Linked DNA regions of Zea mays: region 2 is linked to region 1. Evidence: chromatin contacts called from public Hi-C data. All regions are on one chromosome and are shown on one strand. Each heading gives the region's core, a stretch centred on a gene start, on an enhancer-like site or on the middle of the called end of the contact. The rest is flanking DNA. Distances are from core to core; before and after follow the strand shown.

Evidence for each region. A called contact is a pair of places that touch in the nucleus more often than the background predicts.
Region 2: a contact with region 1 is called in a Hi-C map of leaf, with 4 times the contacts expected there. The contact joins the enhancer-like site here to the promoter of LOC100281290 in region 1. A contact is called at or near these places in 5 of 25 Hi-C or Micro-C datasets (bundle sheath, ear, leaf and 2 more).

The regions. Positions count from the first base shown.
Region 1 is chr1:77,971,772-77,978,467 of Zm-B73-REFERENCE-NAM-5.0, forward strand. LOC100281290 (interferon-related developmental regulator 2) reads right to left here and starts at 4,657. Exons shown (of 13, transcript NM_001154208.1): 1 at 4,327-4,657; 2 at 4,062-4,248; 3 at 2,539-2,619; 4 at 2,203-2,285. The coding sequence starts at 4,336.
Region 2 is chr1:78,305,551-78,311,725 of Zm-B73-REFERENCE-NAM-5.0, forward strand. It overlaps LOC103636860 (mechanosensitive ion channel protein 2, chloroplastic), which reads right to left. Exons shown (of 15, transcript XM_008659179.3): 14 at 3,662-3,718; 15 at 1,959-2,945. The coding sequence ends at 2,277. Among protein-coding and RNA genes, the nearest start is that of LOC103636860, 22 kb to the right of the region's middle. Within about 2 kb of position 2,356, at least 8 of the 20 cell types and tissues checked have an H3K27ac peak or open chromatin away from gene starts, as enhancers often do. A contact at or near this core is called in bundle sheath and leaf, where this site is marked.

The sequences.
Region 1 (6,696 bases), core at 3,407-5,906:
GTTCATTCTTTTGCTAAGCTCGTCACCAAGCTTTTGGCTAACAGGCTGGCTGGTCATCTGGATAAATTGGTGTCGCATACTCAAAGTGCCTTTATTAAAGGTAGATCCATCCTTGACAACTTCATGCTAGTTCAACAGACAGCTAATCTATTCCATCAGAAAAGACTTCCTCGGATCCTTCTTAAGTTGGATATCACAAAAGCCTTTGATTCGGTCTCGTGGTCTTTCCTGTTAGAAGTGATGAAGCATTTGGGTTTCGGTCAAATTTGGTGTGATATTGTGAGTAATCTGCTTGCTTCTGCATCAACTCAAGTGATTCTTAATGGCGAACCAGGTCAGAAAATTCACCACAGAAGGGGGCTTCGGCAGGGGGACCCTCTGTCTCCCATGCTGTTTATTCTGGTTATGGATATTTTATACTACTTGTTAAAGAAGGCAGCTGAAGACGGTCTGCTGAAATCTTTATCTGCCCACTCAGAGCTCTGCCGCACTTCTCTTTTCGCCGATGATGTGGTGATCTTCCTGCAACCTGTGGCTCTGGATCTCGAGGTCACCATGGATATCCTAAAGATCCTTGGTGAGGCATCAGGGCTTAAAACAAGTATGGAAAAAAGCAGTGTATTTCCCATTCACTGTTCGGCGGAAAATGTTTCTACCATCCATAATCTTCTTCCATGTCCTGTTGCCAATTTTCCTTGCAATTACTTGGGGGTGCCTCTTTCGTTGAAGCGACTTGGTAAACATCACATTCAGCCATTCATTGATAAGATTGCAGATCGCCTGCCTAGTTGGAAAGCCGACCTCCTATCTAGGGCTGGAAGGCTGATTCTTGTTCAGTCAGTTCTATCTTCGATGATGGTTTATTTAGCTATGGCATTGGACCTTCCTTCTTGGGCTTTAAAGGCCATAGACAAAATTCGGAGAAATTTCCTTTGGCGAGGAAGAAAAGAAGCTATGGGTGGCCACTGTTTGGTGGCCTGGAACAAAGTGACTAGACCTAAAGAGCTTGGAGGCTTGGGCATCTCCCACCTGCAGCATATGTGTTGGGCCCTCAGATTGCGTTGGCTCTGGTTAAAAAAAACTGAACCTGACCGGCCCTGGGCAGCCTTCAATTTTCATGTGCACCCTTCAGTTCTGGCCTTCTTTTCTGCAGCAGTTTCTTCTGAAGTGGGCAATGGCAGGAATACTCTGTTTTGGACAGATAAATGGTTAAATGGCCAAAGCCTACAACAGTTGGCACCTCATCTTGTCAGGTTGGTATCTTCAAGGGCTAGGAAAAGGAGTGTTCAGGATGCCCTCACTACTGGAAGCTGGGTTCAGGACATTAGAGGGGCTATTACTGTTAATGTGTTGACTGAATTTTTTCAAGTCTGGGACCTCGCTGCCAGCTGGATTTTGCACCCGGAACAGGAAGATAAGCACTTATGGCTGCTCTCTAGTTCAGGAAATTATACCGCCAAGTCGGCTTATGATGGTTTCTTTATTGGCTCAACAACCTTTAGGTCATGGAGGAGGATTTGGAAGAGTTGGGCTCCTGGAAAATGTAAATTCTTCATGTGGCTGGTGGCGCACGGCCGCTGCTGGACCGCTGACCGGCTGGCAAGGAGAGGCCTGCCTCATCCTCAAAGTTGTCTGTTATGTGACCAGGAGGAAGAAACTATGAATCATCTGCTAGTTTCCTGTGTCTTCTCAAGGGAAGTCTGGTTTAATATCCTGAAAACAGTCGGTTTGCAGCACCTCTCTCCCAGTCTCGATTCTTCTTCCTTTGATGATTGGTGGGAGAATGTAAGCATGACCCTTATTAGCCACTCCGATAAGAAGTTGCGCAAGGGGCTGAACTCCCTTATCATTTTAGGAGCTTGGGCCATTTGGATTCATCGCAATCAATGTGTCTTCAACGGAGAGCAGCCTAGGGCTAGCAAGGTCATAAATTGGGTCATGGCTGAGTCTCATCTTTGGTGTAGGGCTGGGGCTCGCGGATTATCTGATATCCTTTTACCTCGGCATACTATTTGAGGAGTTGGTCTCTAGTATGCTTAGTGTACTGGTGCTCCTGCTCATTTTCTTTTGTTGGGTGGTGTGTAGAGTTGTATGAGGTTCTTTAACACCTCACCCCATCCTTTTCTACTTAATATAATGATACGCAGCTCTCCTGCGTATTCGAGAAAAAAAAAGAAAATGATTATGGAGAAGAATACTAACCAATGCAGCGACAAGCCAGACACACCTCTTTTACAGATCCCCTTTTAATTGAATTGATGAACTGGCTCAATAGTGTGACATATCTTTAAAGAGGAAAAGAATACATCAGTTAAAGTTAACTTAAATAAGGATCCCCTTTCCCAAGCAAACTATGATTTTGTCCACTCATGCATATATGTAAGCCCACTATTTTTTTAAAAAAAAAAACAGAGATAACTGCATTGATGAGGTTACAACTTACACACCCACGGGTGTGCACGACATAATATATCCATCTTTTGACTGGTCTAGTTATATACAATTTTAAGACACCATTAAAGAATCATAATAACTTACTTGTTTTCCACTAAACCAAGAAGCACAAAACTTTCAAAAGCATCGGTAAGAGAGCCCAATGCTTCCTCTCTTGTGGATCCCCTGCATCAGCCATGTATGTTACAGTAACAAAGTGTTTAGTAATGTTATTTGGTCATTCAAATCACCAATTGGTAAATTCTGATCAACATCAGGCGGATATTACAAAAAGAAAGCCCACAAGCAACACTTTGTGATGATAGTGAAAGGAGTACATTTTATTATTCTCAAGAAAAAGTGCCTTGTTAAGTGATAAAGTGAATGTAGGTTGTTGAGAATGAAAGAAAAAACATCAGAGAGATGAGAACAAACGAAACCTTCAGTATACTATAAGCATCAAATAGAACTACTGAAAGTCCATTCCTTCCGACTTTTGATGCATTTACTCTAGGGAACATTGATGTCATGGTCAATGGATATTAGTTCATCAATCTTAAACAAATATGGCAAGGACTCGATCAAGTCCAACATCTGTGAGCATTTAAACAAAATGTAGAGATATGCATATCAAGTGTGTTTGAAACATGAATGACAAAGAATAGCAGTATGCCTTAATATGCTTTGGTTCTGTACTATCAACTTTCAAGGATATATCAAGATAAACAGCAGATTGCAGCCAACAAGTTGAGTAAATGTGACAACTATTTGACAGATGGAGTAAATGAGACATGAAGCCGTTCCATTTGCTACAAAGAAAAATATAGTTGGCTATTACAAGGGAAAGGATATGTAGCATGTTTACCTGTTAAAACTTTAAATATTCTAAACATAACATATAACTAAATAGAAGAGAACATATATGCATTTCCACCATTTGTCAACCAGCATAAGGGATCAGATTTAAAGGCAAGTAAAGATGCAACTTCCGCTATTCTTGAACCAGCATCGAAGATCAACTTTAGTGAACAAGAAAATACATTAACTTAAAATTTACACCAAATGTGAGATACTCCTAGATGTCTCATAAGTCATATGTGGTCACTTATCCTGACAATTCATAACACCTATAAAAAAACAAAAGCCAGTTCTGTAATTGTGAAAGCATAAAGGTAAGGTACAGATAGTTGCATGAGGCCTATTCCAGCATGTAGAAATGTAATACTCAAATGACTCCAAACCTTGCCACACTACCGAATTTCGCGCAAGACAAGAGAAAACTTGGCACGAGAACAAAGGGAGTAAAGGATGTTTTCTACCCCCTAACACACATTGCTAGGATCGTCGACTGAAAAACTAGGCAATGTGTGGAGTTAGTGCCAGGAGAAAATGTACTGTAGCGGCTATCAGTTGTGTTGTCAATATATATGAAGCGGTCACTTCCGAAGTAAGTTGTTGTGCATTGTTTGACGTTTCAGCAACAACATGAATAAGTTGCTAACCAAGCAAGCATGAACATTAACAGTCTGCACATCCAAACAATCAACTACTGGCACAAACCTGACTAACAGACAGCCATAGCAACCAGCAAGGTGCTAGACTACGAATAGGACCACCCAGGCACCCACCTCTTCTCATAGAGAGCGTCGACGTACTTGTCAAGAACGAATTCCTGCGAGCTAATATGCTCTGTGGCCTGCGCGAACTGAAGGTCAGACAGCCCACTGGACATGGAGGTCACGCTATCGGCATCGCCACCACCGTCAAGCTTGTCATCGGCACCACCACCACCTCGACCGCCCTTGTTCCTCTTACCTAAGACAAATGACACCAAAATCAGCAACCAAACAGTAAACAATCAACCAATCAGGAATTGGACGGGGCGATGCGCACTCTTGCCCATGGAGACGTCTGGGCGGTCCAGGAAGCGAAGAGGCCAAGAACCAGCCGGTGATCAGGCGCAGGCGTAGCGGCGCGCGGTCAGCGGTGGATCCGACAGAGGGAGGCGTCGTCGGAGGGGGCGGCGAGGAGGAACCGGGAGGAAGAGCTGGAGCTGGAGTTGGAGGTGGAGAAACGGAGGCGCGCGCCGTCGTTGAGGTCGGATTGGCCGTGGAGACGCCGAGCCATGTGAGATTGGGCGACGGTGAGGGGCGGATGAACGGAGCAAGGAAGAGGAGACTTTTCTGGCTTGTTTTTCTTCCCCCCTTGTTTTCCTTGTGATTTGTCAACGAGAAGCAGCAGAGTCGTCCGTCCCGCCACAGGAACAGAGACCTGCCAACCAGCGGTCCAGCCGCGTGCAAATCGTGGTTCACGCCGCTCGCCCTCGCTGGAACGGGCTTGCTGCCATCTCATTCAATTTGCTTGCAAGTCCAAATTTCAACCGTAACTTACGATTACAAACATAATATTTTCTCTGTCCTAAAATATTAGTCGTTTTAATTCTTAATTTTTAGATATATTTATATAGATATAGATGAAGATGAATATATAAAATACATACATCAAATATTGTATAAACTTATTAATTAACTAAAACAAATTTTAATATCTATCAATCTATCTATTACAAACATAATATCTATCTATCTATCTATCAAAATAATTGTTTACTCCCTTTGTGTTGTTGTTCTCTAGCAAACAAATCTAGTATCCTAGAAACCATAAGTATATGTAGCGGGTGGATCTAGGATATTCAAGTACCTTTAAAACTTAAACAATCACAGGACGAGTACTCAATTGTATTTCAGAAGACTTACCCAAGGATAATACATTTGGTTAGTAGCAAGGAATGCATTTGTTTTGTACAAAGACATTTTATACAAAGATGTAAATATGAACCTTACATTGATCATTGACAAGCATATCACTTGGATCTCGATCTTCCACGAGTATTTGTTCAAACTTTAGTATGTATATAGAAGCACAAATCTTATAACATCGACAAAATAAACTTTATAGAGGGCTACACAATAACCCCACAAAAGACAATAGATGTCGTCCATATAACCTGTCAATACATAAGAGATACACCTCGATGTCTCAACCTTTTCGAAGTTCGGCAAGACCACCACACCTTATCTTTTGAAGAAGAAGAAAAACGACAAGGTGGCGGCCATCAAGATAATTAAATAAGCAAGCGAACACAAAAGGGATCAAATGATTTTGGATACAAAAGACGATTATTTCAACCATGAAGAGCACCAAGAAAGCTTGGATCCCAAAGGGGAAATGATAACACCGATGGACTTTAGAGAATTTAGAAACTTGGTAATGTTGGGAAGCATGTCATAGGATGAATCATTTGGATCACGTCATTGCCAAGAAGGTTAGTGAAAACTATGAACCCAAATTCCCATACCCATGTTAGGTAACTAGATTTAAATTCTCACAATCACAAGTGGTATCTAGTTCTTTTTTATGTCTAGTTCTACATATGTACATTTAAATTATTGTCATGCATACATTAGGTAAATCATATGATTTGATTGCTCAGTTTCACTCGTACCCTTGGACCAAACCTACATGGATTAAAATTGTTTAGGAGCATCGAACATAGCTCACCTTTAATCAGTATAAAATTAGTTTGCATTTGATTTATCTTATATGTGATAAGTCCAAATTGTAGACATCTTTCCCTAATATCACAGACAAATAATGTTCATATTCATGTGACATTATCATTCAAGTGATATTTTGACCATTAAAAGTCTAAGTGCATTTCTCCTACATGTATTTCAAATTTGTATACAGGATTTTAGGATGAGGTCACTCTACAAGTTGGTATATTTGAGACTAACACTCTTTTCATGCTTGTCATGTGTGTATTAGTCTCATTACAAAGAAAAATGGAGTCCTCGAAGATAAGCATCATGCTTTAATTAAAATGATACACAAATTGGTATCAAGTCCAATTGTGTTTCTACATGTTGCATTCTTGAAACCAATGTCATTATGTTGTCTTTCAATTTGTATCTCTTACATGCTTTCTCCATGCTTTGTATAGGTGAAAGGGAAATGTGCTCGATAGCCAGTTCTACCTGTTTTAGCGATTAAGTGACCAACACACCACAATGAACTAAATAGTTTGAGATGAGTATGAGCACAAGTTCACTTGAAGGCAAATTAATGGAACTAAGTCCAAATGAGTTAAATTGTTGGCCAAAAGTGCAACTTTGAGTAAAAAATATAAACATGAGAGGTTTGAGTGTTTGGATAATTTGTATAGGTCTATTAAATGTTTCTAGCACTTGCATCTGGTCTCTA
Region 2 (6,175 bases), core at 1,106-3,605, 330 kb after region 1:
AGCGTTTTGCTTGCTACGAGACTGGTGGATCAACACACGAGAGCTCGCGAGGGTTTAGAGTGGTTCGGGCCGCCGGAGCGTAATACCTTACTCTACTGTGAGATGTATTGCTTGAGGGCTTGTAAGAGCTAGCGAGTCTGAGATTGCGTGTGTGTAACGTCGCATGCCTCCCCTTTTATAGCTGAAGGGGGGCATGCACAAAGGGACTGGGCCCCGACATGTGGGCCCAGGTACATAAAGAATATAGTGCTTGGATCCTCTGATATCTGTTGTCGAGACAATCTTCTCTGCCCGAGATCTGCGTATCCTAGGCGTACCGAGGAGGCTTCTTGCGGAAGAGAGGATGAGTATAGCGCGCCGCTCAGCACAGGTGTACTGTTCACCAGTAGACCCAGCAGGCGCGCTGTCCGCTGGATGACCTTGACGCCGCCTGCCAGCGGATGGGACGGGTCGCATTAAATGTTGAGGGGGCACGTCGCCTGTCAGCGCAGTGGCAGGCGGCACGTCTTTTCTTCAATAAATGCAGGGGCTGCACGACTTCTCGTCAGGTTCTGCCCGGTGGCTTATGCCATGGGCCACAAGCAGCGGGTCTCCACCTGAGCGGGAAGTGGAGAGCAAAGCCCGCATACGTGTCAGTACCGGACCCCTGCACACACCAGAGTCCTCCTCGTTCTGGGACCCTGCTGGAGTTCGGACCTACCCGGAGGCTCCGGACTTATATGTATATAAGGGTCCGGTGTCTTTCTATGGGGGTCCGGACTTACTGAGATGTGGTGTCTCTCCTCGCTTTCCCTCTGGCGATCCTTCTCGTCGCTGGCCAGGAGCGGATCTCGTCTCTATTGCCTAGTCGAACGGGGGACGAGCAGGCCTTAAGAGTTGTCGGGTGCACGTTCGCTAGACGCGTGAAGTGGCTCGTTGGCGATGAGGATGTGCGTGCGGTGGGTTGCTTTCATATAAGCCCGCGAGATTAAGGGGGCGATTAGTTAAATTAAGGGAGACGAGTTCGGTACAAAGAAATATAAGGGGTTTTTAAAGTGTTGACGCGCGACGACGGTGGAACCGTGAAAACTGGTGAGTTATAGTAGTAGAGATTATTGTTTGCCGCCAGAGGATTTTGATTTATAATAGTAGAGATTATCGTTTGCGGCCAGAGGATTTTGGAGAGGTAAACTCAATTTAGAAGTTTAAAAATCAATGTGTTCCAATGCTGATACGTCTTGGATACGACTTGGATGGCTCTAAATGTATGGTTGCATAAGTTGACATAAATATACAGATATGTTGACAACGAGGTTATAATACCGTTAGTCTGTCTCCAGTAGATCGTGCAAAACACTACTTTATGTTATAAAGTGCACTGTTTATATATTAGAGTTTAAAATATGTGGGATACAAAAACTGCTGGAGACAACCTTATAGCAGTTGAAAGTTGACAATCTCCCTTTCCTTCGCTACTCTACTCACCGCGGTTGTTGTGCTGTCACCCCTTCCCCTTTTCTTCGTTTCATCATCTCTTCATGCTCTCCACATTTAAATAATAAAAAATTAAAATTATACATAAATGATGATTCAAACCATATTTATTAGTTCTAGACCCGCATTCACATCATCTAGCCAGTAGAATGTATGTACCTTTATATTTTATACTCTATATTTAAGCATAAATGAAAACCTACGAGCGTCTCACCTATAAGCTTTTGCGTCATTTTTATTGATGTTATTCTCATCGCAACGATAGGTACATTCAGCGCCGCGCGGTATTCCGTTTCCTTTTCGATAATCGCGGTATTCCGTTTTAGTCGTCTGCAAGATGAGACGCCATCCGGAAGAATTCACCGTCTCCACGACTTAGCGTGTCTTTTGTAAAAAAAAAAAAAGGAAAAGAGACGATGATATTTCAGCTCGCAGCAGATGGCATTGGAAACAAAACTAACGTAAGCCAAACCTGGAAACCGAGATGACAGTTGCAACGGCGCATGCTGAATTGCCGATGCATATGCAAGAAGCCACTTAAATGAGCAATAATATAATCTTTACAAAATGCCTATTGAAGCACTTGCTTCTTTACAAGCCTGTAGCAATACGACTGACAGGTAATGTTCCCTGAATAATCGTCAGTGTGAATTTACCCCTTAAGCATACAACACTGATGTGTGGTGGCATTGTATTTGCACAAGCGCACAAAAAAGGTAGGCTTGGTGACAAATCTTCACAAGGATACAGTTTGAACTCGGATGACCTATCGAGATTCCTCTGAACGGCTTTTTTTCTGGACCTCAAAGTTTTGGGCTTTGGCCTATCTTATCCTTCGGTGATGAAGCCGCCTCTTCGGTGTCCACCTCAGTCTCAGATAGTGATAGATGAGGATTTCCTTCTTCAATAGGCAGTGTCCTCCTGGAACCCTCAAGGGCTACGCCCAGAACAATGTTATCTTCAAAAACTGGTCTAGATTCTTTCTTTGGATTAGCCACCGAGACTGACCCATCTCCTTGCCGCTCAGTGGGCTCTGGTTCCCGTGTCTTCCCTTTACCAGCCTTGGAAGTTGACGTAGCAGGATCTAAAGATGGTGTTACTGGCATCACATTATCACCCTTAATGTTCTTCACCCGAGTATCTTCAGGCACCATTTTTTTCGGTTCCTGCTTTTCAGAGTTGCTTGAACTAGCATTTTCAGGGGAACTGGACTTAATATCTACCGAGCCATTTGTCTTGACTTTCTGCTCCTCACGTGATGATACAGGTCGAGGCCTGGGTTTGTCATCACTGATCCTTGCAGATGTATCAATCAGAAGTGGCCGGCCACGGACTCGACTATACATGTCCTCTCCAAAAGGAATGTTATCGAAGTCTGCATTGCCATATGATTTCTGAACTGTTCGAATTTGGGTAGCAAGCCTTGCTTTGTGATGCCCAACTATTCTAAGAAGGTCCAACATAACAGCTTCCTGTGTAATTTGGAACACAGAAAACCCATGTTAATTATTTTTTAGCATGGTGTGATGCTTCCTAGTTTATATAAAATGCAGCCTAAAATCAAGCTGGAATTCTTCGATTTAAATGGATGTCATGCCAAAATGGCACCCTAAGCTTTTCCAATGAAAATTTGAATAGTTTTACCATGCAAGTCCCAAGCTATTAATGCACAACAGGTCAAAAGCAACCAGATTAGTTCAGAAACCCTTGTTACATAATGAAGGTTCGATGGCAGACGTCAAGTAAAACTACATGTACTGGGGCGAAGATTCAAATATTAGGAGTTTGGGACATGCTAAAGTAGTCATACAGTTCTATGCCCATTTATTTAAAATTTTCTTTTCTTTGAAAGGAATTATGTACGGTTGAATGGCTAGATTTAATTTGCTTTTTTTTCAATCATCCTGGCAACTGCTCAGAACAGTAACACCATAATGGAAGGAAACTCTAAACTGAAATACTCATAGTTCTGGACATAGTGAAATCCAATGGGTGAAAGTGTCAAAATGCTCTACTCTATAAGCACTCCTACTGACCTGAGTAATTTATTTGAAGAACACAAGCTAGAAAACTAGGGTCCAAAGTGACAGACCATATATTTTCAGCAGACACCATAGGCGAATGCCAGCATAATATGTTCCAAGGCTTTCTTGCACAACAAATATCTATCAATGTAAAGGCACATTACCTGGACATTGAGATACTCCTCAAAATGTGATGTCTTTACAAAGCAGGATATGAAAATCTACACACAAAAAACACAACAAAAAGGAATGAACTGAGTTGGTGGCCAATATAAAACTCTAAAGCAATAGAAGGGAAGATAGTCGTATATTCCAAAAAAATGCATAAAAATAGGTAAATATGCATGAAAGCAGGATATTGACACAGGTCAAACGCAAACAAGTGTTCAGCTCAGTGTTTAAAAAAGTGTTATAGGCCCTAGGCAGGCAGACGGGATCTGGCTAGCACCCAGGAATTGCTAAACGTTTATAATTTATACATTTTATGGACAGTCAGATTCATTACATGCTAAATTAAGGAAATTTAGCATATCAAAACAAAAAAAATGTTGTTACCAGTATATGATTAATATCACCATAGTTCATTTTTTCCAAATAGAGGTATTTCTCACCGCGCTCCTTAGGAGTGTGTGGATATGTGTTGTAAAGGTTTCTTTATACCCTTTTTTCTTCTTAATATAACTATACACTCATGCGTGTTTGAGGGGAAAAACTCCTTCCATCTCAATTTGCCCCATTTTCATGCATACATCAAGCCCAAAACATGTCTATGTGGAAAAGGCCTAGACAAAATGCTCAGGTGCTAGGCGAGGCAGTGTAGCACTGCTTAGCACGTAGGCACCATGCCTAGACAAAATACTAGGTGTTAGGCGAGGCGTTGATTTTTTTAGAAATCAGAAGATTTTTATGGTTAACAAAACCAAAAAAATAGGTTGGTGGCTTTACTGCCAGCATTTCATAAAGCAGTCCAACTTAAATATAAGCACAGCGCAGCCTGGATTTCATGCTGAAACTGAGAATGCAAAATATTCTATGAAAAAGCTAATGACCTATTTGGACTAGGAAACAACTTAAACATCAAAACATAAGGATTTCGTGCTGAAATTTTGACAAATTAAATTATTCTCTGAAAATGCAAGACCTTCTTGGTGGATCCAAATCCTTAGGATTCAATTTTAACATGCAATAAACACCAATTATTCATAAAGAAATCCCCCTCATCTAAACAATCCTTAAGTACTGTTTGGATGACACGTTTTAGAGCTAAAACACTGGTAAATCAAATTCCTGTTTTTTCACTTGTAAGCCTGAAAATTTGTTTGGATGAATGGTTACAGCAACAACAACAGTCTTTTGGCCCCAAGCAAGTTAAGGTAAGCTAGAGTTGAAACCCAACAAAGACAACAAGTCAAGGTTCAGGCATATGGATAGTTGGTTTTCATGCACTCTTATTTAGAGCTAAAAACTTGTCTTTTAGCTTATGTGGTATTCTCTTGTTATATAGAACGCTAGATGCTTGACGCCACTTTTGCATAATCTAGCTCAGATTTTTTTTTCTTCTAAGCTGATTGTTTAGTTTCCTTTCCTAACTAATTGATAGCTGATTGGTTAGTTTCCGTTCTTAGCTAATTGATAGCTCATTACATAGTTTTCTTTCTTAGCTAATTGATTTTTGATTGGTAGCTAATTGGTGCTATGATTTGTGACTGAGCTTTTGTAATTGTATATATGTACAGATCATTAGAATACGACTAAGCAGCGGTGTAGTTTGGCAGCGCCAAAAACTTGTTCCTCTAGTGTTCGTGTTGAGTTTTTGTGAGCGTTTGAGTGTTCCAGGGATCATATTTGTCATCTCCGACAAGGCACGCCAACGATTAGGAGTCTACAGCTGGTATCGAGCCGCTATCATTGTTGAGGTCGTGCTTGCAACCATGCAGCGTGGACGAACTACCTCGCCACTGTGACTGTGTCGCGTTAGGAGACAGGGAGTGGCTCTAGCAATAGCGATCGCGGCTTGGTGATCCAACAAGGCATGAGGGAGTAGCAGCTCTCATTCATCGAGCAGGAAGAGCTACCTTGGTCAAAGCGGTCCTCACTGCTATTCCTATTTATCATCTCATTGCTATGCAGTGTCCTAAGTGGGTTATTAAAGCCATTGACAAAAGCAGAAGGGGGTTCTTATGGAAAGGGAGAAAAGATGTAAAAGGGGGTCATTGTATGGTTGGATGGCAACGTGTTTGCAGATCTCATAAGTTTGGTGGGCTCGGTATCCATAACCTGGAGGTGTTGGGTTGGCCATTAAACTTAAGATGGCTTTGGCTCAAGAAAATGCAACCGGATCGTCCATGGGCTGGTTTTGACATACAAGTACATCCCTGCGCAGCTGCTATGTTTACTGCATCGGTATGCTCTGTGGTTGGTGATGGGGCTGCAACCCTGTTCTGGCTTGATCGATGGCTGCAGGGCTATTCGGTGGCAGATCTGGCTCCTAATTTGGCTAAAATGGTGCCTAAGCGTATTTCCAAAACAAGAGAAGTGATGGATGCTCTGCCAAATAATTCATGGGATAATGACATGAGGGGACCTGTCTCATGACGCTTTTTATGAGTTCTTTTTTGCTGGGATTTGTTGCACACCTTTCAGCTCACCCCAGGAGTTAGAGGTCAGTTCATTTGGTC